Linked DNA regions of Mus musculus: regions 2, 3, 4, 5, 6 and 7 are each linked to region 1. A link is a contact called in public HiChIP or PLAC-seq data. All regions are on one chromosome and are shown on one strand. Each heading gives the region's core, a stretch centred on a gene start, on an enhancer-like site or on the middle of the called end of the contact. The rest is flanking DNA. Distances are from core to core; before and after follow the strand shown. Region 1 holds the start of Nfib (nuclear factor I/B). Region 2 overlaps Gm5860 (predicted gene 5860). Region 3 has its middle 65 kb from the start of Gm5860. Region 4 overlaps Gm11264 (predicted gene 11264). Region 5 has its middle 6.8 kb from the start of Cer1. Region 6 overlaps Frem1 (Fras1 related extracellular matrix protein 1). Region 7 has its middle 53 kb from the start of Gm11264.

Region 1 (3,093 bases), core at 319-2,818:
GGGTTAACTCGCCCCGGTTCTCACAGTTTCCCCCGACTTTACCTGTCCTCCTAGACCCGCCGCCCTCCCCGCCTCCCCACCCCCTGCGCCTTTCTTCACCAGGCTCTTGGTTTACAGGGGCTGCAGCTGGTAGACTTGGCAAGCTCGCCTCATTAAGAGCGCTTTTTGAAAACGGACTGTGTTTGAGCATTTCCCTAATGAGGACAGGACGGGGTTAAAAAGTGACCATTTCATGGTTGACTTGAACCTGCCTACTTTTCTTGATGTGTCGTTGTGAAATGCTTGATGTGGGTAACTTCCACTTGGGGAAGGAAAAAGTCACTGGTTCTTTCAGGTCCGCTGGGGGAGGGCACGGTGGTCAGGAGTGCGAGGACTGGAGAAAGTTGAGGGGGGGAAAGTCCAGGACGCGGGGTGGGAGCGGGAGGCCGCGGGGGGCCTGGAAACGCTCGGCGGCCCCAAGCTAGGGCGACATGGAGCCCCGGGCGCTCACTTTTCTTTCTCCATTGTCTGGGGCAGCCTTTGATTCCTCCATTTCCCCACCCACCCCTAGCGGAAACCCGGAATTTGGGGGGCGGTGTGTGTGGGAGAGAGTGCCCGCGCGAAAGGGGGTGCTGGCCGGTCGCCTCCAGGGTCCCGGGAATCAAGTTCATTCACTCGGCGGGGGGCGGGGCGGGGAGCCGGCGGGAGCCGCCGGGGAGACCCGCAGCCGCACACGCACCCCGCGCGCTCCCGCCCCGCAGCCTCGGGCGCGCCGCGGCCCCGCCCTGCCCGCACCCCCGCGGGAAGGGAGCCGCTTTCCGCCGGCGCCCCGGGCTCTGGGGGTGGGGATTGGGACGCGGCCAGCGCGGCAGGAGGAGGAGGAGAGGAGGGGCGAGCGGTGGCGCGGCCTTCCCGCTCCGAGCGCGGCCACGTGCACCGGGCGCCGGGGGAGGGCGGGCCGCTGCGGCGAGGCTCGGGGGACCCTGGGGACCCCGGCGCCCCTCTCCGATCGCCAGTGCGAGCTCCGGGCTGGGCTGCCCGCCGCGCCCCGGGCTCCGCGCCCGTCCGCTGCAACTCCAGGAGGCCAAGTTCACTCTGGCCCCCGCCTCCACCCTCCCTCTCCCTCCAGCCGCCTGGGGTGCTAGAGTCGGCGCCCTAGCCCCGGCTCGGGGCGGCCTGGGTGTGAGGGAATTTTCCATTCGTTTCTTTCTTGGGCCCAGGCCGGTTCAGGGCTTCTCCCCTTAGGATGTTCTCGCGTCTTGAGCGTCTGCAGCGAGCAGTGAAATAACCTCTCCCTGGGCGGGTTTTCGGGGGTAAACGAAGAGTGGCAGAGAGAAGAGCTATTTTTGAAAAAAGAAAAAAGAAAAGAAAAGAAAAGAAAAGTCCCAATACTGTGGCACCGGTCTGATACCTTTAACAAATGAGGGGGAGAGACGCGAGGGCTGGGGGAGGCGCGCGGGAGGAGGAGGAAGGTGGGGGGCGGGGGGTGTGGAGAGGCTGGTGCAAAAGGAACGCGCGTTTGCAGGAGGAGGAGGAGTAAAGCGGTGATTGTGTAATTAAATAATAAAACAATCCTTAAGTCTGATTTGGAGAGAGCTCGAGCGGGGTCCAGAGGGTGGAACCGGTGAATCTTTCAACTTGCAAGTTTTTCAAGGAAAGAAAGCGAGAGAGGGAGGGGGAATAGAGCCCAGGACAGAAAAGAGGAGTTTGCAGCCAAGCGGGATCGATCGTTTGGGATTTTTTTCAGGAGGTCCTTCCGATCCTTTCCGTGGGCTGTGGCCAGCGGCACCGGCAGCGGAGTCCACGCGCGGCGGGTCAGACCCGGGGCGAAGCGGGCGGGCGGCGGTGCGGCGGGGCAGGAGCGCAGCAAAGGCTTTTCCGCCCGGGAGCTCCGCGCCTGCGCCCCCTCCCTCACCCCGGCCTCTCCCTGCTCCCCCCCACCCCCACCCCCACCCGGCCCTCTCCTGCGCGCGCCCCGCCACCCGCGCGCACTCGCTTGCGCTCCCCCTCGCGCACACACGTGGTCGGCTCGCAGCAAAGTTTCGCCTGCGATCGCCACTCCCGGATCCTGCTGCAGTGTTGGCGGCGGTAACCTTGAACTTTACCAGCGCGGTGACACATTCTCCTCGCTTTCCCCACCGCCTGGCCTCCTGCGCCCCCCTCCCCGCCTTTTTTTAAAAAAAACATTTCACCACCCACCATCACCCCAATCCAACCCACACCGAACCCTCGCGCACCCCAACCCCCAACAACAAACAACAACAACAACAACTGCAAAACAGAAAACAAATCCCCTAAACCAGGCGACCAGCAGCCTGCACCAGCGGCGGCAGCCTCGGAGAGCTCGGCCGGCGCGCGCGAACCGCAAGAGGGTTAAAAGTGTAGATTGGATTTCACCCCGGGAAATCTAGCTCGCCGAGTGAACTTGAATCTTTGGCTATTTAAGGAGGACTGGGTTTGTTGCGAAGTTGCGGTGAACCGGCGCAGTGCCCCGTCCTGATTGATCGCATCGCTGGGCTCAGATGACTGTAAAATGAATAGATGAAATCCTTGCTTCTGGAAGATTTTCTTGGGCATCTCCGGGAAAGTGCGTTTTAAGGCGAAGTCATGATGTATTCTCCCATCTGTCTCACTCAGGTACTTATCTTGGTCGCTTTCTCGAGCTTTCTCTGGCCCCAGACGCCTTTGTTGTGTCTTCTTGCTCTTGTGCTGCAGACCCTCAAAGGCTTTGCCTAACCTTGGCACACCCTGGTCTTCCCCGAGAAGTAGTGCGGAGTTGCGGTGGGCTGTGCGGGCGGCGTGGGACCACGGCTGCCGTGTGCGCCCATCCCAGCGCCCGAGCGGGGAGAGCCGGCACCGGGCGGGCGAGGCTGCTGGGGGTGGGCAGGGCCGAGACCTGCGGCCGTGAGCCCCTGTCCGCCCCTAAGGAGATTGCGGCGAAGGCAGCGGCGGCGGTGGTGGCCGCGGCGGCACCCTCACTCCCTGGCCGGTGCGCGTGGGGCGGACTCCGGCTTGGGAGCGTCTGTAGATGGACTCTTGGGCAAGGGGCTGAGAACTAGGCTTGAGCGCCTTTGGACTCTGCTGCCCACAGTGGGCGGGTGACGCCGCCAGTCT
Region 2 (2,985 bases), core at 339-2,838, 410 kb after region 1:
AAGCCCCAGATCCTCTTGTGTAAAAAAGCAGTCTGCCATCTTCATATCTTTCAAACTGTTGTCTTTATAAGGTTTTGATAATGCATGCAAACTGTTGGATATATTTGACTATATCATTTTATTCATTTAATTCAAAATCTTTGAAATCTTTTCTGGTCTAAACCACTCAGACAAGGGAAGGGTTGAGGTTTTTAAATTTACTATCCATGTACATAAATATACCAGGACGGCAGAGGATTCATAATTTCCCTTAGCTTTCCATTATTAAGTTAGAGTCACCCACAGTCCTTTCTTAAAGTCATTTAAATCTGAACCCGTCAAACAATAACTTTAACATATTTCTGCCCATTTTTCTTGTATTTGGTTTGTGGGACACCATACATGAAAAGCAGCCTGGTGATGTAGTAGTTTTGCTGAATTTCTTAACTTCTTTCTTTCTTTCTTTCTTTCTTTCTTTCTTTCTTTCTTTCTTTCTTCCTTTCTTTCTTTTCTCTCTTTCCTTTCTTTCTTTTCTTTCTTTTCTTTCTTGGTTTACAGATTTATTTATGTGGATTTTTTATTAGATATTTTCTTTATTTACACTTCAAATGTTATCCACTTTTCTAGTTTCCTCGCTGAAAATCCCCATCCTCTCTCCCCTCCCCCTGCTTCCCAACTCATCCACTCCCACTTCCTAGTCCTGGCATTCCCTTATACTGGGGCATAGAATCTTCCCAAGACCAAGGGCCTCTCCTCCCATTGATGGCCAACTAGGCCATCCTCTGCTACATAATGAGCTAGAGACACGAGTCCCACCATGTGTTTTCTTTGATTGGTGGTTTAGTCCCAGGGAGCTCTGGGGGTACTTGTTAGTGCATATTGTTGTTCTTCCTATAGGGCTGCAGACCCTTTCAGCTCCTTGGATACTTTCTCTAGCCTTCATTGGAGACCCTGTGCTCTGTCCAATGGATGATTGTGAGCATCCACTTCTGTATTTGCCAGGTACTGGCTGAGCCTCACTGGAGACAGCTATATCAGTCTCCTGTCAGCAAAATCTTGTTGAAGCCCAAATGGAAATCCAGTCTGGACCTTATAAAATATACTATCTAATTTCTATTGGCTATGATTTTTCTAGACCTTTCTAGTACCTCTTGTCATGGTCTTATCCTTTAATCACATGGTCATGTTGACATTGACATATGCAAACTCAGACACAAGTCATATGGGTTTTCATTGGTTGCCACTGTTTGTGAAATCTATTTACAAAATCACAAGTAACTGTTCTAGTCAGATTTCACCAGGAGATGATCAGCTGATCAATCTGAAGCATGTGTACTGCTGTGCTCCAAGCCCCCACTTTCTGGCTTTGTCACACTGAGGTTCCTTAGGGCTGTCTTTCCAGGGAGATGACACTGAAAGACTAGACACATTTGTGAAGCACCATGGAAATTAACAATGAAAAGAATGTGCTCCCCCTTTGTGTAATTGGAAATACCCGTTAGCTATGCAAAAGTAGGGAAAAGAAAGGCAGCCTTGGCTCTAATCTTTGTTGTTACTTCAGTTGGGAGGGAAGCAGGGAGATTCACTGCCCTACCGGTTTAACAGAGAGACTGGAACTCTGTCCATCACCTGCGGGATCCTTTCTTGTCTTGGCTTGTTTTGGAGCTGGAACAAGGACTGAGAGTCTTAACCCTGTTTAATTTATGTAGCTTCAGAAAGAAAGGTTGTCAGGGCCCACTTGATGAGGAAAGGGGAAGAACGGCAAATGAGACTGGGGACATGTCTGAACTTCCTCAAGCTGCGCTGTCACCCTGTTCATCAGGTAAGAAGAAAAACAGATTAAAGCGAGGCCTTTGTTTCCAAATTCCAGCCTTGCAAAGGATGTATTATGATACTCATTTCAAAATATGGTTACATCTTGAAAGCATTTTTGTTAGAGAGGCATATTATCTTTAACAATGAAGCAAGGAAAAAAGCTTGGTTCTTTACAGTAGACTCTTAAAATACCTTTGCACACACACACAGATATATATATATATATATATATATATCTTTTTACATTAGCATTCAGAAATTCTTGGCAGGAACAATAGGCATGGTTCAAAGTTCACCTCATAATCATAAGCAGACTTTTTCGTCTCCCCCTTTAGTTTTTTTTTCTGTGTTTGGAGGGGGTGGAATGAGGGGAAAAAGGGGGTTACGTTTAAACATCATTCCCCCAGGATGAGGCCTAATTTCATAATAGGATAGTTTTATTCAGAGTTAACTACTTTGGTTTGGGCTCCGAATGATAATGGTAGAAAATATAAAGTAACATTTTAAAAGCTCAGACTGAAACGCATAGCGCAGCTTAGTGAAAGCATATGTTGCTGGTGGGACCTCACAACCGCACTCCATCGCGCTCTTGCCAAATCACGCTAGTTTCTGGAGCTCCTATTTAAATTCCCCCAACAAGGCTTACAGTACAGGCTCTAGGTTTCTGCTTCACAGTATTGAAAAGGTCCTTAGAAAGCTTGCCCCTGAAGAACCAACTTCTCCTTGTCTATGTAAAAATTCAAATTAAGGCTAGTATTCAGTTACAGAGTTCAGGACTTCATGCCACCGACAAGAACAGAAAAGAACATCTGCTCTTGGCACTGCTCTGGGTGGTGACAATGGCCATAGTTCTGTGCATGCGCACACAGGCTGCATGCCTGCCAAAAGAAGAGTTAGGCTTGATGGCAGTCAGCCTTTGCAGGACCCTGAGATGCCACATGATCAAAACCCAGTTTCACAGAAAGACATTGTTCAAATTACTTCGCCTGTGGCTCCTTTTCTCTAAAAGACTGAAAATACTGCGTTACTGTTTCAGTGCTCCATAAAACCTGGATCCAGGAAAGACACCCTGAACCCGAGTGTTGCCATTATGTGTGACAGTGGTCACTTAGGAAAATGGCTTCTTTGTAGTCTTCTAATATGTTTAGTAATGGATTGATTGTTTTGTTTTGTTTTTTTACTGTTGTTATT
Region 3 (3,241 bases), core at 144-2,643, 500 kb after region 1:
TCAGCACAGAGGTGGGAAACCACTGTCTCATCCTTACCCTTTTAAAATGCTGACTTCCTGGCCAGTGTGAGGGCAGTGGTGGCACACGGTGCCAGCTCTCCCTCCATAAACATTTAGCGTTCCGTTTATCACTTTTCGCACTGCCATAGCGTTATGGCTTGGAAAGGCGGCAGACAGAAACCTTCGCAAGCCGCGTCTCAGATGTGCGCCGAGCAGCAGGGGTTCTTTAGGCTAGACTTGGCTTAATGCTGACCCTTTGAATTATACATATTTTTAAGTTTTCTTAAATATGAGAAACATTAGTTAAACATGAAAGACCTTCTCCGGAGTCCTGCTGCCGGCTATTTTAAAGAAAAATAGTTGCTTACAAATAGAAGAGGTTATTCTTAGCCAGCATGAAGGTCATCCGTCTTGAGGACTTTTCCTTTCTCCTTCTCTGCCTTCTCTAGATTTTATTCCTTTTTCCTGCCATCTGCATATCATCAAAGCAAGTCAGTTATGTCACAGTAGAGAAGCCTACCACCATCCTGAGAGAACTCCCCCCAACCCCGGGTCAAAACGCTCTCCTGAATCATCATGTTCAAGGACCCTGGAATTTGGTTCTCTCTTCTGAGATGGTTAAGACCTATATAGTTTCAAGTTATTTGGAGCTTTTCATGAAAATAACCTAGCATGAAGCCCTCGGGTCATTAGTTCTGCCTGACAGAGTACTGCAGAGAGCAGAAACTTTCATTTGAAAAGAAAATTCATGGCGAGAAAGCTGTTGTAAAGTTCTGAGTATTCATTAAGGTATTCGTGGCGAGGCAAAGAGACCCTCAATTTAAACTAAGCTGAGTAATTTTGGAAAATGGAGCCGCAGCACCAGGCTCCAGGTATGGGCTGTCCTTACTCACTAGCAGCTGTGTGGGATTTGCAGTTTCTCCGTGTTTTATGTGATGATGGCGCAGGCCGGCTCAGCCTCCAGCACTGATTGCTATTCGGGGACCAGGTTCTGGATTTGCTCCAATCATGTGGAATCTATTTTGGACCCGTCATGTCATACTTGAACTCTAAAATATGTCTATCGGTGAAAGGTTCTGTTTATCTTTCTCTACTCAGACTCACACAGAAAATGGAGTTCAGTCCACACACCAGTGGGCTTTTGTTCCACTCCGAAAGCCTCCCTGATCCTCTGCAACAGTAACAGAAACAGCAGCCTCAGATCCTGTCATGGCGGCTAGTTTTTCTTTGGTATCTATCACGTGCTTGCTCTTCAATTCTGCCTTCTTTGCAAATGTCCCACTGGGGCAATGGGGACTTCAGTTTACACAGATTTGCTTCTGCTTCGCAGGTAGCAAGCAGCAAGCTCAGTCTTTTGCAGGGCACAGCTGAGACCGCCTCCACGGTGGAGCGGTTCTTGCAAAGCCTGCGTGTTCTGCCAAGGGCAACGCTTCACGGTCAGGGAAGCAAGCAAGCAAGATGGAAAGAAAGACAGCTAGGCTTGGGCCTCAGCGTGAAGAACTAATCCAATCTGCTAAAAGCAGATAGTGAAGACTGGCCCAGGAGGCCACCCCACCCACTAGCAGAGGACTGATTCTCCGTTTCACTAGGAAGATGGCCATACAGCTGTGCTCTGGCCTCTGATGTGTTTTCTTTTTGCCTACTGAACCTACAAAGAGGACAGCCATGTGCATTTAGTTTCTTGAAGTTGTAAAGAAAGCTTTCTGATCGGCTGCTTCTTTTGGGTCAATCTCTGTTTCTGTCTCTGTCTCTCTCTGTCTGTCTCTGTCCCTCTCTCTCTGTGTCTCTTTCTCTCCCCACCTTTCCCTCTCTCTCCCTCTCACCACCACACACACACACCACTAAAAAGTCAAGACTTCAGTGCAGACTTACGGGCTGCTCCAATTTGTGATTTGAGTTTGACAGTATCTTCCCTTTCTGGCCTCGGTGTTTTCTTCTTGGTGGAGCAAAAAAGAAAAGGAGATGGATTCATAAAATAACTGGGGAGGAGGCATTGCTTTGGCCATGGAAGGAAGGCCTCTGAATCTTTTAACTGTGATGCATTTGAAAGAAGACCCTGTAGGCCACGTGGTCTGAATGACATGAAATGTGTTGGAAATGACTGAGCATCAGCATTAGCTAGAGACTCCTGAGCACATGAGCTTACACTTCCATAATGGGGACAGGCTCTCTCTGGGTCCATGTGTTGAAGAGGTGGCTGTAATTTGTTAGTGACTGTGGCTAAAATGCAAACATTTTCCAGTCACATTCGCAGGAATCTGAAGCTAACCACAGTCTCGGGCACAGCCGTGAGGAAACGCGTCCCAGCTGCACTGCTGCACTTGGCGACCCTGCTGGGAAGCCATTCACAAAGCTGCCAGTCTCCCTCGCTGGACCAGTGCCACTGGAAACAGAAGTGCAACTTTATCACTTGACTTCAAGGCGTGGGTTTCCAGCGGCATATGGAGGCAAGGCAGGCACAGACCAGCTGTGGAAGAAGCTCCCCTTTCAGGGTGTGGCAGTGGATATGGGGTGCCCCCTCCATGCCTGAGGGAGAAGGCTCAAAAGTCTGAACAGTGGAATTCTTTTCTTAAGGAAGAGCAGGAGGAGCAGGGAGGGGAGCAGGAGGAGAAGGAGAAAGAAGGAGAAGAAGAAGAAGGAGAAGATGAAGAAGGAGAAGATGAAGAAGGAGAAGAAGAAAGGAGAAGAAGAAAGAAGGAGAAGGAAGAAGATGAGGAGGAGGAAGAGGAGGAAGGAAAACAGCAGCTAATTTCTCCACGAACTGTAAAACAGATGAGAACTCAAGGCTTCTTGTGTGCCCCTGAGAAACAAAGTTCAAATAACCATTGTACAGCCCAGCATCGCCAAGCCATCTGCACCACAGCAGTAACCCATCTCAGGATGTTCTGAATTGTTCTTGCAACTGCACACAGAAGCACTCCAGACTACTGTGGTTAATGGTGCCGAAAGCAGCACTGGAGTGAAATCAGAGGTGTGCTATGAACAGTGATTTCCACTTGAGCTGTTTAGTTGGGAAGAAATTGCAGCCTTGGGTGGTCATGACTAAGTATTGTGCTTGGCCCAACTCACAGAGAGTCTGGAGGCCCAAGACCCTTGGGTACTCAACATTAACAAAGGTCCAAGAAGGAAGTTTCTTAAAAGCTGTTAACGAATTATAATAGAAAAACAAGACTACAGCAGCCATTGGGCTATGTGTAAGAACTAATCCCTGTTGGGGATAGACTCCTTTAGAAACCCCAAC
Region 4 (3,136 bases), core at 203-2,702, 470 kb after region 1:
ATTCATGCTATAACACATTACCTGTTATATCCTCTATTCATTTTAATAAAATCTCTCTTATTAGTTCTTTATGTCAACCTCATATTTTATCTTCTCTGTAGTCTCAAAAAAATCTCCTCATCTCCTCTGTGTGCAACACAACATTATTTAATCCACCTGGTTATGAGAATTTATGAAAACCCTTCTGTTTAACCCATGGTCATTATAAATCTAGCAAAGCACTTTGAATACAGCAAATGCTCTGCTGAATTGGTAGGTAGGTGGAGTTAGATCATGGCAAGAGCTTAAAACAAACTTAAACAATAACATAGTTGGGATCTATTTAATAATTAATATTTGGACAAGGAGGCACACAAATTTCTCAAGGTCATTCAGATTTGCAATTTATAAGATGCTCCCAGTGTGGTGTTTCAAAAACATATTTACAACCAGCAAAGCACACTGCTGGAACAAAGCTGCCCAGATGGGCACTGCCTGATAACAAGTTAGGACATGGGCGGGGGGCGTCTAAAAGAAGATCCAAGTACGAGTGTCCCCAGAAATGGCCATATGCCTTACGTAGTGTTCTAATCAGGTAGATGAGGTTGTATGGCCAGGTACTGGGCTAGTTTTAGCTGTATAAGGTGAAGCAGAAAACAAGGTAACCTGAGCCAAATCCTGCAGGGCCAATGGGGTCCATATGGACACGATCAGGCACTCGAGCATCCTATATTGCATAGCCATGTGGCCTGAGCCACCAGGCTTCTGAGCATCTGGGCTTCAACAAAGCAGACCTCTGAACAAACTTCATCTTCAAAGGTGGCTGTAGACAGAGGGCTTCAAAAAGGGCTCAGGGATCTCTGGGTAACACTCAAATCTGGCTACACTAAAAAGTCCCTGTGTACATGAACAGAGGCTTAGCTGTTCTTTAAACAGCTCATTAGTCATGCCTGAACCTTATAAACAATGCAATGCCCATAGATACATGTCATTCCAAAAAATGTTTGAAAGATCATCTAGACACATCTAAATTTAATTTGATTTGCTAATTTGCAAGAACCAAGTCTAATAATACCAGCTGCATGGGCCTCAACTTCCCCTCAATCAACTCCTCGTCAAACAGTGCAGACACTTGCCTATTCAGATGATCACACTCATGAAAATCATTACTACAAGGTTACATGCACAGGCAGATCATACATCTTCACCAAGCCTAGGGTCCTATACACTCTCCTGCCCATGCTCTACAGCCTATGCTGGACCATGCAGCTGCTTGGGGTCACTCTTTGACCACCACTGTAGGTAGAACAGCTGTGGTCACAACTTAGCCAGAGAGTTGCTGCCAAGAGAGGGATGAGAGCTAACCTAGGGAACAGCTTTTTCTGTTCTGAGTAGGTTAGGAATGTGGGTGGAGCCAGGGATAATGGGCACAGCTGATGTCACTTTTTCAAGAAGGCAGGAACCCCTTTCCTCCACGGAGAGATGAGTGAAGGCAGCTGCATGCTGCTGATGCAGCAGCGAAAATGAGCTGGTAGAGCCCAGCTTCAGGAGGAGCAGTTGCTGTGGTCTGGAGGGCAGCACCAGGTCACTGGGCCCTGCTCCAGGGCTCATACATCATAGGGAGAGGAGGATGCTGGTCCTAAGGAATTGGCAAAGGTTTCTGATTCATTGTATTTGTGAACCACTGTGCTATCATGTGTGTGTGTGTGTGTGTGTGTGTGTGTGTCTCGGGGGACACAGTCTCACCTTTTCCAGTATGTGTGAACATTATCCTTAGGGATTTTTTTTTTCTTTTGCAGCTTCTGACCAGCAGAAAAAGCTGAGGATTGGTGGCACTGAATGAACACATGTAATGCCCCCGTCCTTGCTTTGAGAGCTTATGCTCTCACTGTCTTGAATAACGAGTACCTCGAGTAACCACAGAGTCTCATCTAGACCCCTTTACCCCATGCCTGATGCAGTCCCCTTTTTTTCTGTCCAGTCCAAAGGAGCTCAGTGGGGCCCTGAACCCTAACTCTTATGGAATACATTTGATATTTGAGAATCAATGAATAAGGGCTACAGTAAGATTCAATCCTGGCCAATAAATTACCAACTGAAGATACAGGAGTGTGTCTTTAATATGGGAGTTTATGTTCAGCAAATTATTAAAGAAAGGACTCCACTGGTCATTAGATTCTACTATATTGAGTATTCAGGCTTTTCACTATATTTTAAAACATTTTAGATATATTAATTGTATAAACGATGAATTTCAGTGGCACAGTCTTATACATTCATAAGGTGCACTTTGAACATTGACTGTCAGGCCCTCCTCTTTCTCTTGTCTTTACACTCCTATATATGACCAATGCCCTTCAGTAGTTCTGACTCTCAGCCAGGCCTACATTAAGAACTTCTGTACAGGCAGCCTGCTATCACTAGCAGTGACTCTGTGAGTGGGCCTGTGGCTCCTGGATGACCAGGTTTCCTGATAAAACCAACAGATGCTGAGTGCCTTTATCTTTGACAAACATCACGAAACTTTGAACCCCTGTGCCTTTTCCTTCTTCCCGTCTTGGACCTCAGCAGACATATTTGCTGTCCTTGGCTCAGCGATGGGATTGGCCATTCTTTGAATTTACTCCTTCTTGGCCATCTTCTCAGCAACAGCTGCCTTCCCAGCTTGACTTCGGTCTCCATGAATCCTATGGATAAATCCATAAGCTGAACGCACCTGTGCCTGGCAGCTGGAAATTATAATCTCTCACTATGTGATGTACCTCCCTTCTTGAGAAGGGAGTAGGCAACAGAGCTTTAAAATTAATATTTGAATTGAACCATTACTCTTTTTGTTCTCTTGAAAAAAATCACGCCCATCAAAATTCTTCTCTCAGCATGATATTTGGATATCACCATCTAAAATAAGTTTTTATACTAAAGTATAAAGGTCCACTAAGATATCAGTCAAATATGTGGCTCTTATGATTTTGGAGAAAGAGGCCTTATTTACTTTGGTTTCCATCTTCTGAAGATTCTGTACTGGCAGGTCTGCAATATTCTGATATGGGTATTTTTATTCTTTTCTTCTTATGGATGAAACTAACTTGTCCAAAGTCTAAGGTTACAAGACGCCTCTGTAGAAACTCCACTTTTCTTTGACAGTTAAATTTAGTAA
Region 5 (3,236 bases), core at 486-2,985, 390 kb before region 1:
GTTTTCCAAAGTGGTCACAGCATCTTCTACTTGCACCAGAAGAGTCCAAGGACTTCAGCCCTGCCAGCTGCTTACTGTGGAGGTCTGCTCCCATGAAGCTGGTAGCTCCACCACACTGTCGGGTGAATTCATGTTTGCCTGGTGACTAATGGTCTTAGTATTACTATATCTTCATGTGTGTGTGTTTACCATCTATAGATCTTCTTTAGAGAAATACCGGTTCAAATCCCTGCACCATTAAAAAAGCTTTTTTTTCCCCTTGAGTTTTACTCTGCATAATAAAATGTTTTCTTCCAGTGCTTGGCTTGTCCTTTCATTCTCTTGGCGATTTCTTGGTTGAGATGTGTTGTTCGTTTGCATTTGCTGTTGGTTTGAATTGGTCAGAGGGTGTTTTGTTTTGTTTTCTTTTAGAACTTTTTGTCTATGCTTATGAGGGACTCTTTTCTCCTCCCTCCCTTTGTCTCCCCGCCCCCCTCTCTCTCTGTGTATGTGTGTGTGTGTGTGTGTGTGTGTTTTAAGAAAGGATCTTATGTGGCTCAAGATGACTCAGAATTCCTTGTGTACCCGAGGATGTCCTTGAACTCTATGATAAACTTATATTTAGCAGGTATTATTTGGCATAATATGCTTATGTCATTGCTTATAATTTAGATCATAAATACAGGACTGGAGAGATGACTAAGGGCACTGGCTGCTGTTCTTCCAGAGGTCCTGAGTTCATTTCCCAGGAACCACATGGTGGCTCACAACCATCTATAATGTGATCTGATGTCCTCTTCTGGCATGCAGACGTACATGCAGTTAGAGCACACACACACACACACACACACACACACACACACACACACACACACACATACACTACATCCACCTCTCTCAAAAGTTTCCTGATCTTTCCAGTTTGCTTCTCCTATCTTAAGGTAATGCCTGATCAACTTTCTGTCACTATAGATTGGCTTGTAACTTCTAGAATTTTCTATAAATGGACTACATATGCACTCTACTATTTTTGCAATTCTCTTTCATTTAGCATAATTATTCTCAGAATCACACCACTGACTAACTGCAGCGGGGAGGAGGAAGTGGGGGGGTGAGAACTGGCGTTTTAAGGTTCTATATCGCAAGTGGTAACTTTCTCATGTGTTAAGGCATTTGTGTTCAACGTGGAACTGTTTTTAGGAGACGTCCAGATGACTACAAAAGCCCTCTTTGAAGTCCCAGGATGCCTTGCTTTCAGACAAGAACTGTGCTGTGCAAATTCCCTTCTAATAAGAACTAAATGAAGGCATGCTACCTCGTCTGACAGAGTAGAGTGTTTGCTGTGCTAATGGGCTGAAGTTGGGTGAGAGCGAGCGACTTCCTAAGAATGGCTTCTGGAGCCACATTATTGAAGTTTCCTTTGACATTCAGCATCTAGGCACACATTTGCTGCACGAACCAAGAAGGATATGGTTATGGATCATGCATCAAATTAATAATGATCTCGATGGGGCTACCCGTGGAAAGAAGAGTGGTCAGGCCTACTCGGGAGTGAGGACACCACTCAGGGCAGAAGCTGAGAAGCTGATTAACAGTAAGTCCCAGCAGGGAAAGCCTCCCAGTTAAATGCCTCCCCCCATTGCTTTTTTCCTACCCAGCAGAATCCAGGGCAGCAGAATCCAGGTGCAGATACAATAAGCCTTCTTAGGACTTTGCATTAAGTGAAGCTGGAATTTATGTAAAGGTGTCTTAGCCTGCCTGCATTTATGATCAGCCTGGGCCCAGGCTCAGGCAACGAGCATAAACAGAGCCAGGTTTGCTCTGTTTTTCCATTTTATTGTCAATGTTTTTACACACACACACACACACACACACACACACACAGTGTTTGTCTCCTGCCATCTTGTTACTTAATTCCCACACCTAGAGGTAATATTATGTGTAATATTTTAATATTTACGTTAAAGATACTTAAGATTATGTTTCTGCATAGGTGTTGCCAAGATAGTAAAGCCAACTTTTATTTATAGAGGGTAGAAAATATAAATCTGTCCAAAAGCTTTCATGAAATGAAGGTTTTAATATTTTCAAAGAGTCGACTCGGTGCCTGTTCTTGGACAGCCTCAGAGAAGGACTGTCAATACAAGGCGCCATTGTTTTCCGTTTCTGATCCGTGATTTGCACCCTCCCTCCCCACATACACACACACAACTTTCCTTTCTTTTGGCAACTCCTCTTGCATTCTGTCCTACACTTGGCCCTGAGTCAGCTGAAAGCTTTGCAAGTTGATTTTCCGTCCCATCTGAATTACAGCTTCGCTGCGGAACTGGTTTCCATGTGTTTTTAATCATTTGTCCATGTGTTATGAGCTTATAGGGACAATATGGCTCCCCCAAGCTGCCTGCACTGTATAAGCAGAAGCTGGTAAGGCAGCCAGGAGGGGAACGGTTTTCAGACAGATGCCCCCTGCACTCTCTGTTGGTGATACACCACCTCCATCTTCCAACTGGATCACAGAAGTTGACAAGCTGCCTAGTGTTACCTGGCAGGCACGTCATCCTCCTGCCTGAGTCCCCTTTCTTTAGGAGTGTCAAGATCCCTCCCCAGAGAGTTGTCTATAAACTGTGGCAGTATGACAAAGTTCAGATACCTACTCTGAGATGCAGCCAGCTAGGAAAATAAGGAATGGTTTATTCTGAATCCTTCCAGATTTAATGGAAATTTGATTTTAAAATAGAGTCTGAGCATGAGTATTAAATATAAGTCCTCTAGGACAGAGGCCCCTCTCAGAAAGTAAAGCACGGGCAGTCTCGTGTCAGGAGTTTCCAGGCACACTGCTGTTAGATTTGGGAGGCTGAAGCAGACATTCACAAAGCTAACTGTAGAGCTTGGGCCAGGAAAAGAAATGAAACAGAAAAATGTGTTCAATCAAACGCCTGGACTTGGTGCGGTGAACCTTGCAGACTCTAGGGATGGTAGTCCTGACCCCGAATAGTTATGTCTCTGTGGCTAAGAAGATACACATGGCTCTTAGTTAAGCCCAGATCTAGCAGTCATGAAGTGACTGAATAAAGAAGGACCTAGCCCCAAGTCAGGGCACACGCCTGCAATCCCAACACTAAGAGTTGGAGCTCTACATGGGCTGTGTAGAGAACATCTTTCTTAAGACTGGCAGCAGGCTGCTCTTGTAACTTAAAGCTTTGAGATTCTCATAGCTTTTCACCCTGGTGCACATCGATCCCCCTAATCTACTTAGG
Region 6 (3,178 bases), core at 89-2,588, 410 kb before region 1:
GTGTCTCCGATTTGAATTTGCCTTCCATCCTGATGGGACAGATTGGCTGGGATATCTTAGCGAATGAAGAGTTATGTTAAGTTCAGAAGGTTATGTGGAATAAACTTGTTTGTACTCCATGTTAGACACAAAGAGGGGACATGGAGGCTGGACCAGTCTATGGGTACAATCCTCAGCCCATACATTCTCTCTAGGAGAGTATGCAACTATTGAACATTGCATCAATCAGAAAAATCATCCATGGGCTAGAAGATCTGGGGGTGGGGGTGATAGCAGCCGATGCAGGCAGCAGTTGGAGTACATGAATCACGTCAAGGATTCTGTGAGGTGCCTGAAGTACCATCCAAAAATCACTTCTGTCTGCTGCACCCTCTTAAGATTTTTGCAACTATTAAGATTTTCAAATCGTAGTAACTATTTATTCTAAGGCACAGAGGGGGTGGGGTTGGAAGAAAAATTATGTCTGGGATTTTGTCTACTAACCTTTTATCCTCCCCCTGTGTAATGCTGCTTACTTTTTGTTACAGTGTTTGCATTGAAGGCCGGTCATCATTGTCCAGGAACAAATGCACTCTTTTTATATTATTTGGGAGAACAGCAGGGCCTCAGTGAGTTGGTGGCAGTACAATAGCTCACTCGGGCTACTGCAGTCTAGCGGTAGACATGTTAATTAATATATTTCTCTGACACCTAGGTGATTGAAATAGCAATTAAAGAGTAATTAAAATGTTTACTTCTTGTAGGAATGTCAACTAAGATGTGGAATATAGCAATTACCTATGACGGATTAGAGGAAGATGATGAGGTCTTTGAAGTAATTCTGAACTCCCCTGTGAATGCGGTTCTTGGCACGCAGACAAAAGCGGCGGTGAAAATTTTGGACTCAAAAGGAGGTATTCTTTTGATCCTCGTCTTGAAATCAGGAGCAGTCCTGGCGCCATGGCTGCTGGCTTGCAGCAGCCAACATGCTTGATAACGCCTTCAAATCAAAATGCGTAATTTCTTGTCAAGAAAGCCGCCTGCACCATGACTCCCGGGTTCTTTATTCTGGTGTGTGCTTCATGTGGTTTTTCCTCCTGCTAAGAGCAATGGCTGCAGCGAAGCAACAAGTCAGAGCCCTGGTTGCTTTTTTCTAACCATTTGTTGTTCTCACCAAGGGGGAAACAATGTTGGTGAGAATCTATGGACAATTATTTCCCCCCTGAGTTTGCAGGGCTGTAATTATCTTTCCTCTGTTAAGGAGAGCTCTCAGTGCCCAAAACAGGAGCCCCCACTGTAGTGTGACCAGGAAAATTCTAAGAAGGGAAGGAATTGGAGGAAAACAGACGTGAAGATGCAGCTGGCTGGGGATTCAGGGGGCAGCTGGAGAATACTAATGAATGACTTGGTGAGGCAGAGCCAAACGGTTCTGGGAAGAGCCTGCTAGAGAGCAACCTACAAATAAAACGAAAAGCAAAGCCCTTGGCGCTCTGAGGGTTTGTTCTGCCAAAGTCCTTCTGCTTCCAGTTCCTTATCTATGTGACACTTTATGTGTCCAGCGTGACACTCGATTTCAAGCCTTTTTTAAATGCTTGTCATGCCCCGTGATCTGCAGTTTTCTTCCTTACCTATAATCTGGTGTCCCCTTGCTTACCTTATAATAAAAGTGGGTGTTGTCTCCTTTGCTCTGTACACCCACATTTCCATGACATCTCTCATCCCCCTTTTCTCCACACCACGTGTACTTCTTGGCCAGCAGGAATTTCCACTCACATTGAGTGTGGGAAATATACACAAACAAAAATGCTCTGGACTTGGAACGTAGCTCAGTGGCAGAGTGCTTGCTTAGCCTGCAAAAGGCTCCGTGGTTGAATCTCCGTGCTGCTAAAAATAAAATAAATATTCAGCCAGGTTCTTTCGGCAGGTCGTTTTGTTTTCTTGTTAATTGAGGTTTTGTAATTGTTCTTTAATCTTTAATTCCTTTTTACTTATGGTTTGGTGGGGAGGTCAGAGGACAACCTGTGGGGATCTGTTCTCTCCTCTTATGTGTGTTCCCAGGATCAAACTCTGGTAGCCAGGGTTAGTGGTCAACATCCCCACCTGCTGAGCCACTTCACTGGCTAGTTTGTTTGTATTTGGTGGGCTGTTTTCTGCACCTTCCCAGAAATATTCATTGTTGAAGTTTCTAGTAGAGACTCTCTTAAGATTCACTAGGGTTTTGTCCCTTTAGAGTTGATTGCAAATATTTTACAGCTGCTGCTTGTTCACCGCTCCCTTTAAACAATCCTAGTTTGTACCTCTAAAAGACTGGAGGAAAACTCGATTCCTTTCCCAGTGTTGGGAGGGGGTGGCACTTGATCGGTGAATAAACCTTCCATGTTGGGGAGGATCACAGGAGGGAAGTGAGCCGGTTTCCTAAGCGTCTGGAATGATTATCAAGCCATGACAATGATTTTCATCTATGATTTGTGGGATGGATTTCATGAGTTTATAATCACCCCATCCATGTGCAGAAGGGATACCGCTTTCCCAGGTGGAAACTGATGACGAGAGAGGGAGTTTCTGGCAAATGGGAAAAAGGCAACATCTGGTGGGAAATTCATCCGTCTAGGTTTAATGACAAGCTGTTCCAGGAACTGTGTCAACGCCATTGCTTATGTGTTTGTGTAGTGTACTGATTGCCTGCCATCTTGCATGCCTCCAGGACGGTGCCATCCTTCAAATTCCTTCAACCAAAGCAAGCACAGCACGTGGGGGAAGGGCCCTTGGCATCCGCTGCCCTCAGGCTCATCCTCGCTCACCACTTCAGGTTCTCCTCTTCTGGAAAGGCCTCCTCCATCTTTCACCAGTGGAGATGCTCTTCAGGGTTTTGGTCTCACCGACCTCACTCAAAGGAAGACAATGACCCAGGGGAATGGCAAATCAGTAAGGATGAAGACTGGGAGTGGGTGTGTGGGGATGTGTGATAAGTGGCTGATACAGTGCAGAACGGTTTGGATTCTCATAGTGAGTGCTTTGTGGAGTCATGCAGTGCCTTTTATGTGCAAATATCATTATGCTGACCCACTCCACTAACTGTGCCAACTGAAGCGGTAGGCACATTCATTCAGCCGTGTGAATCCTGCTTTGGTTCCTTTTTATGATCAAGATAGATAGGGAACAATCAGTGGTCCTAGAACAGAAGCACGGTTAAGTGACC
Region 7 (3,289 bases), core at 714-3,213, 390 kb after region 1:
ATGTGTCTGTCCAGATCTTTCTCAGGCCGACTTTGCTATCAACTGCATGTAACTGGTCTACATCAACACATATATTACATGTGTCAAATAAGGTATTTTACCTAAGGGAATATCACTGGTATTACTTTTTCTTTCTTTTTTAGGGGATTGACAATTCTAGAACATTCCTCATGCTGTCATGTTCTGAATTTCTTCAGAGTGCAACACAAAGCAGGAAATTGTCTGATGAGAAAATGATAATTAGATACTGGGTTGTTTCTTTACTTTTAATCAAAAAAAATAACTTTTATTCTCCTTGAGTTAATTTTTAATATTCAAAGTCTGTCTGAGGAAACAGTCTGGTTACCAGCAGTCCTCCTCTTGGAGTTATCTGTCTCACCTTCTAGACAGCTCGGCCCAATAGTTTTGAGAAATGAAAACTGAACTCTGTGCTTTTGGTTAATGTTTCTCATTTAAATGAGATGTAGTGTTTTTGCCTCTACTTGTATTAAAATGATACTGTCCAAAACTTTCCTATGAACACACTATCCTTTTTTTTTCATGCTGTTGCACAGTAGTTTTTTTCAGTTTGATTATCCAAAAAAAAAAAAAAAATTAAAGAAAAGAGAGTAAGTTTGAGACTGTGCATTCAGGCTTCATCCTTCCTTGAAGCATGTGGCGAAGCCTTTTCAAGAACTGGATCTTCTTTCTCTGAAATACCATAAACTTTAGAAATAAAAAAAAAGAGCTCCGTTCTGATCTTCTGGTGAAATGGAGTCTTGGCAACATGTATTTTCTAAACATGTTGTCCATCTCTTGTTCTTCTTCACGTGATTCATGCTTGCAGAATGTTTGGCAGGAGTTTAAGTTCCCAAATGAGTATTCAACATAGATTAATTGACACTGTTATTTCATGGAGTATAAATACATCTGCTTATTAAAAATGTATTTATTGAAGATAAACAATTATGCAATAGAAACCATCTATAAGATATAATAACAGGACTAATTAAAACAGCAATTGATTATAAGTGACATAATTACTGAAGGTTAAAAGGAATACTGTTGATGATACTTATTATGCCTTGGGTAGACTCTAATAAGCATTTTGATCACAATTTAACATGTAATAACTTACTTATTGAATACCAAGAAAGGGATTCTCTTCCAGCTTGGTCCTCGAGGCTTCAAGAGTACTCTGGAGAGCTGAGACATTAAAAGCACTACTCTTATGATGGAGGAAAGGCATAGATTCTGAATATTAATTGTTACTGATTGTATTTTGTTTGAGAACTGGAAAGAGAAACAAATACCTTTGATTAAGCCTCCTTCCATCTTTGACAGTCAGAGGGCCCTACTTACAGTAAAGCTCCCTGCTTTCCATGGAGAGGATTTAAAGTACCTTCAAATGTTAGTGAGTTGCTTTTTCTTTAGCTATTCTCTTAAGAAATCATTTTCATTATGATGGTCACTAAAAGGAGGTTTACGGGAATTAGTAGACAGGCTTTCACTCCAGCATTTACCAGTGTATTTCCTCTACCTTCTCAGTGGTCCCCTGCTTTCCATGGTAACGTGATACACTCAGTGGTACTGGATGTGTGTGGGGAGACTTAAGATGGATAATCAGTCATGTGTGACCTCAGTCTTGGGCTATGGAAATAAGGGATATATTATAGAGTTAGAACAGCATGTGTGGAGTTATGCCCTTTCCCAAGGGTGAAAAGAAGCCCTGAAATGGAGTCAGAGAAGGAACAGACCAAATTGCAGGCAACTATCCAGTGCTTCAGAATCCAGAAGTACTTTGGAGCCAGACAACAATCTGTATTCTTAGGCAAAATGTCTCCTTTGTTTGCTCACACCCAGGCACCATCATTCTTTTGCAGACCCCAGCGTCTCAGGATGATTGGTCCAGGAGAGGACTCTGTTGTCTGCACTGCAGCAGTGTTTGCTGGTCTTGTTTACTGGTAGGATGTACGGGAAGTCAGGGCTTGGATTCAGTGGTGAAGAGCTTACATGCATCTGTCTTCTAGAAGGCGTTCCTTAACATGTTAGGAGTCACGACACTTTTGCTGTGTTTGATACTTTGGATAAAATAATCTCAGGGTTTTGGTTGAGCAAAACTTGAGAGAGTTTCAAGTGTATGTCATAGATGTTAGGATTAGATGCTAGCATTATCTTTTAGAGGAGGTCGATTTGACACGATTGTGAGGCTGAATTTGGCATGACTGTGAGGCATGCGCATGTGTGCGTGCATAAATGTGTGTGTGTGGGGGGGCGTGTATGGGCAAGTGGGTATGTCATCCCTTTGCCTTTTTTTTTTTTTGTGCATTTCTTTGGCTCCACACATGAATTTTTGATGTTAACATTCAGATCAGTATGATTTCCCCCATCCTTCCCCATGGCTTATGTACACTATATATGCCATTTGCTTATGTGTATAGATGTACTAGATAGGCAATTCTTATAGCTCTAGATTGGTCCCTCATTAAAAACTCCTGATTCTCTCTTTTTGATCCTCTCTTATCTATAGTAGTGTGGCCGAGAAGACCGAGTTCAAGTCCCTATTCTAATGCTTGAATTCCTTTTAATTATCTATAGCTGCTGCTTTTTTTCTGTTAATATTGAAAAATTTTAAATTACTACAGTGTTGGCTTAGAGAACACTCGGGAGGCATTGGCTCAGCATTGTGCTGTTCGTGTGAGGAAGTGTCCACTCAGCTGTAGGCCAACGGCGGCTGTCACTGAAGAATAAGCAAGTCTGTGCAATTAGGTACATAACATGCAGTAGGTCAGAAATCTGCCTCTTGCCCATGTAGGCCAGAAGCCTCATGAGTTAACCTCCCTAGTCACCACTGAGTTTAAAAACTACCCACTTGTCGGAATACAAAGACAGAGGCCTGATTCCATTGCTACTAAATGAATCTCTGATGAGGAGAGTTCAACGGTTAGCAGTTACATTTCCGATTTAAGGAGGTTTACAGAGTTATCTTATCAATACATAAATACTTTTGAAATATGACCTACAAATCAATGTTAAATGCTCTGGCAATCTTCAGTATAAATTATATGTAATATGCAAATTTCAACTAAGTAAGTTTCGGTGAAATCAACATTAGACTAGGAGAAGGCAACTTTGAATCTGGTTGGTAGAAACAAATAGCCAGGATTAACTTGAGAAAGATGTTTGCAGCCAGTGACTCAGTGCCCTGGCTTTTGGAGAGTTTTGCCCTTAAAATATAATGCATTCTTTACAAAGTAAGGCACAGCCCTCACTTCAAAAGGAAGAACAACATATTCTTGAATTGAGTGAC

What was found. HiChIP or PLAC-seq counts read pairs in DNA pulled down with a chosen protein or histone mark.
Region 2: a contact with region 1 is called in an H3K4me3 HiChIP or PLAC-seq map of neural progenitor cells, with 21 read pairs. The contact joins the enhancer-like site here to the promoter of Nfib in region 1. A contact is called at or near these places in 11 of 39 promoter capture datasets (the 3T3-L1 cell line, 3T3-L1-derived adipocytes, HPC-7-derived erythroid cells and 7 more), 2 of 484 Hi-C or Micro-C datasets (brown adipocytes and cerebral cortex) and 5 of 115 datasets of contacts at active chromatin or transcription factors (the NIH/3T3 cell line, craniofacial prominence, neural progenitor cells and 1 more).
Region 3: an H3K4me3 HiChIP or PLAC-seq map of embryonic limb bud shows a contact between it and region 1, with 4 times the contacts expected there. The contact joins the enhancer-like site here to the promoter of Nfib in region 1. A contact is called at or near these places in 5 of 39 promoter capture datasets (the 3T3-L1 cell line, hippocampal neurons, liver and 2 more) and 8 of 115 datasets of contacts at active chromatin or transcription factors (cardiomyocytes, craniofacial prominence, embryonic forebrain and 5 more).
Region 4: an H3K27ac HiChIP or PLAC-seq map of the NIH/3T3 cell line shows a contact between it and region 1, with 5 times the contacts expected there. The contact joins the enhancer-like site here to the promoter of Nfib in region 1. A contact is called at or near these places in 11 of 39 promoter capture datasets (the 3T3-L1 cell line, 3T3-L1-derived adipocytes, the C10 cell line and 6 more), 10 of 115 datasets of contacts at active chromatin or transcription factors (the NIH/3T3 cell line, VIP interneurons, craniofacial prominence and 7 more) and 1 of 9 other capture datasets (embryonic stem cells).
Region 5: a contact with region 1 is called in an H3K4me3 HiChIP or PLAC-seq map of embryonic limb bud, with 3 times the contacts expected there. The contact joins the enhancer-like site here to the promoter of Nfib in region 1. A contact is called at or near these places in 10 of 39 promoter capture datasets (the 3T3-L1 cell line, cranial neural crest, fetal liver and 6 more) and 2 of 115 datasets of contacts at active chromatin or transcription factors (embryonic limb bud and forebrain).
Region 6: an H3K4me3 HiChIP or PLAC-seq map of embryonic forebrain shows a contact between it and region 1, with 5 times the contacts expected there. The contact joins the enhancer-like site here to the promoter of Nfib in region 1. A contact is called at or near these places in 5 of 39 promoter capture datasets (the 3T3-L1 cell line, frontonasal cranial neural crest, hematopoietic stem and progenitor cells and 2 more), 1 of 484 Hi-C or Micro-C datasets (stem cell-derived neural stem cells) and 6 of 115 datasets of contacts at active chromatin or transcription factors (astrocytes, embryonic forebrain, embryonic hindbrain and 3 more).
Region 7: an H3K4me3 HiChIP or PLAC-seq map of craniofacial prominence shows a contact between it and region 1, with 3 times the contacts expected there. The contact joins the enhancer-like site here to the promoter of Nfib in region 1. A contact is called at or near these places in 9 of 39 promoter capture datasets (the 3T3-L1 cell line, 3T3-L1-derived adipocytes, cranial neural crest and 5 more) and 4 of 115 datasets of contacts at active chromatin or transcription factors (craniofacial prominence, embryonic limb bud, neural tube and 1 more).

Annotation. Positions count from the first base shown.
Region 1 is chr4:82,504,254-82,507,346 of GRCm38.p6, reverse strand. It overlaps Nfib (nuclear factor I/B), which reads left to right and starts at 1,568. Exons shown (of 12, transcript NM_001113209.2): 1 at 1,568-2,616. The coding sequence starts at 2,587.
Region 2 is chr4:82,098,839-82,101,823 of GRCm38.p6, reverse strand. The region is part of intron 2 of Gm5860 (predicted gene 5860); the gene reads right to left. Among named protein-coding and RNA genes, the nearest start is that of Gm11264, 34 kb to the right of the region's middle. Within about 2 kb of position 1,588, at least 29 of the 459 cell types and tissues checked have an H3K27ac peak or open chromatin away from gene starts, as enhancers often do. A contact at or near this core is called in craniofacial prominence, neural progenitor cells and stem cell-derived neural progenitor cells, where this site is marked.
Region 3 is chr4:81,998,988-82,002,228 of GRCm38.p6, reverse strand. No RefSeq gene overlaps it. Among named protein-coding and RNA genes, the nearest start is that of Gm5860, 65 kb to the left of the region's middle. Within about 2 kb of position 1,393, at least 48 of the 459 cell types and tissues checked have an H3K27ac peak or open chromatin away from gene starts, as enhancers often do. A contact at or near this core is called in embryonic limb bud, where this site is marked.
Region 4 is chr4:82,033,622-82,036,757 of GRCm38.p6, reverse strand. Gm11264 (predicted gene 11264) reads left to right here. Exons shown (of 6, transcript NR_151604.1): 6 at 1,779-3,136. Among named protein-coding and RNA genes, the nearest start is that of Gm5860, 30 kb to the left of the region's middle. Within about 2 kb of position 1,452, at least 28 of the 459 cell types and tissues checked have an H3K27ac peak or open chromatin away from gene starts, as enhancers often do. A contact at or near this core is called in the NIH/3T3 cell line, neural progenitor cells and stem cell-derived neural progenitor cells, where this site is marked.
Region 5 is chr4:82,890,295-82,893,530 of GRCm38.p6, reverse strand. No RefSeq gene overlaps it. Among named protein-coding and RNA genes, the nearest start is that of Cer1, 6.8 kb to the right of the region's middle. Within about 2 kb of position 1,735, at least 30 of the 459 cell types and tissues checked have an H3K27ac peak or open chromatin away from gene starts, as enhancers often do. A contact at or near this core is called in embryonic limb bud and second pharyngeal arch cranial neural crest, where this site is marked.
Region 6 is chr4:82,914,346-82,917,523 of GRCm38.p6, reverse strand. Frem1 (Fras1 related extracellular matrix protein 1) reads left to right here. Exons shown (of 37, transcript NM_001198811.2): 30 at 744-893; 31 at 2,684-2,904. Among named protein-coding and RNA genes, the nearest start is that of Gm33260, 7.7 kb to the left of the region's middle. RefSeq lists an enhancer at 1-2,151. Within about 2 kb of position 1,338, at least 52 of the 459 cell types and tissues checked have an H3K27ac peak or open chromatin away from gene starts, as enhancers often do. A contact at or near this core is called in astrocytes, embryonic forebrain, forebrain and 2 more, where this site is marked.
Region 7 is chr4:82,116,940-82,120,228 of GRCm38.p6, reverse strand. No RefSeq gene overlaps it. Among named protein-coding and RNA genes, the nearest start is that of Gm11264, 53 kb to the right of the region's middle. Within about 2 kb of position 1,963, at least 2 of the 459 cell types and tissues checked have an H3K27ac peak or open chromatin away from gene starts, as enhancers often do.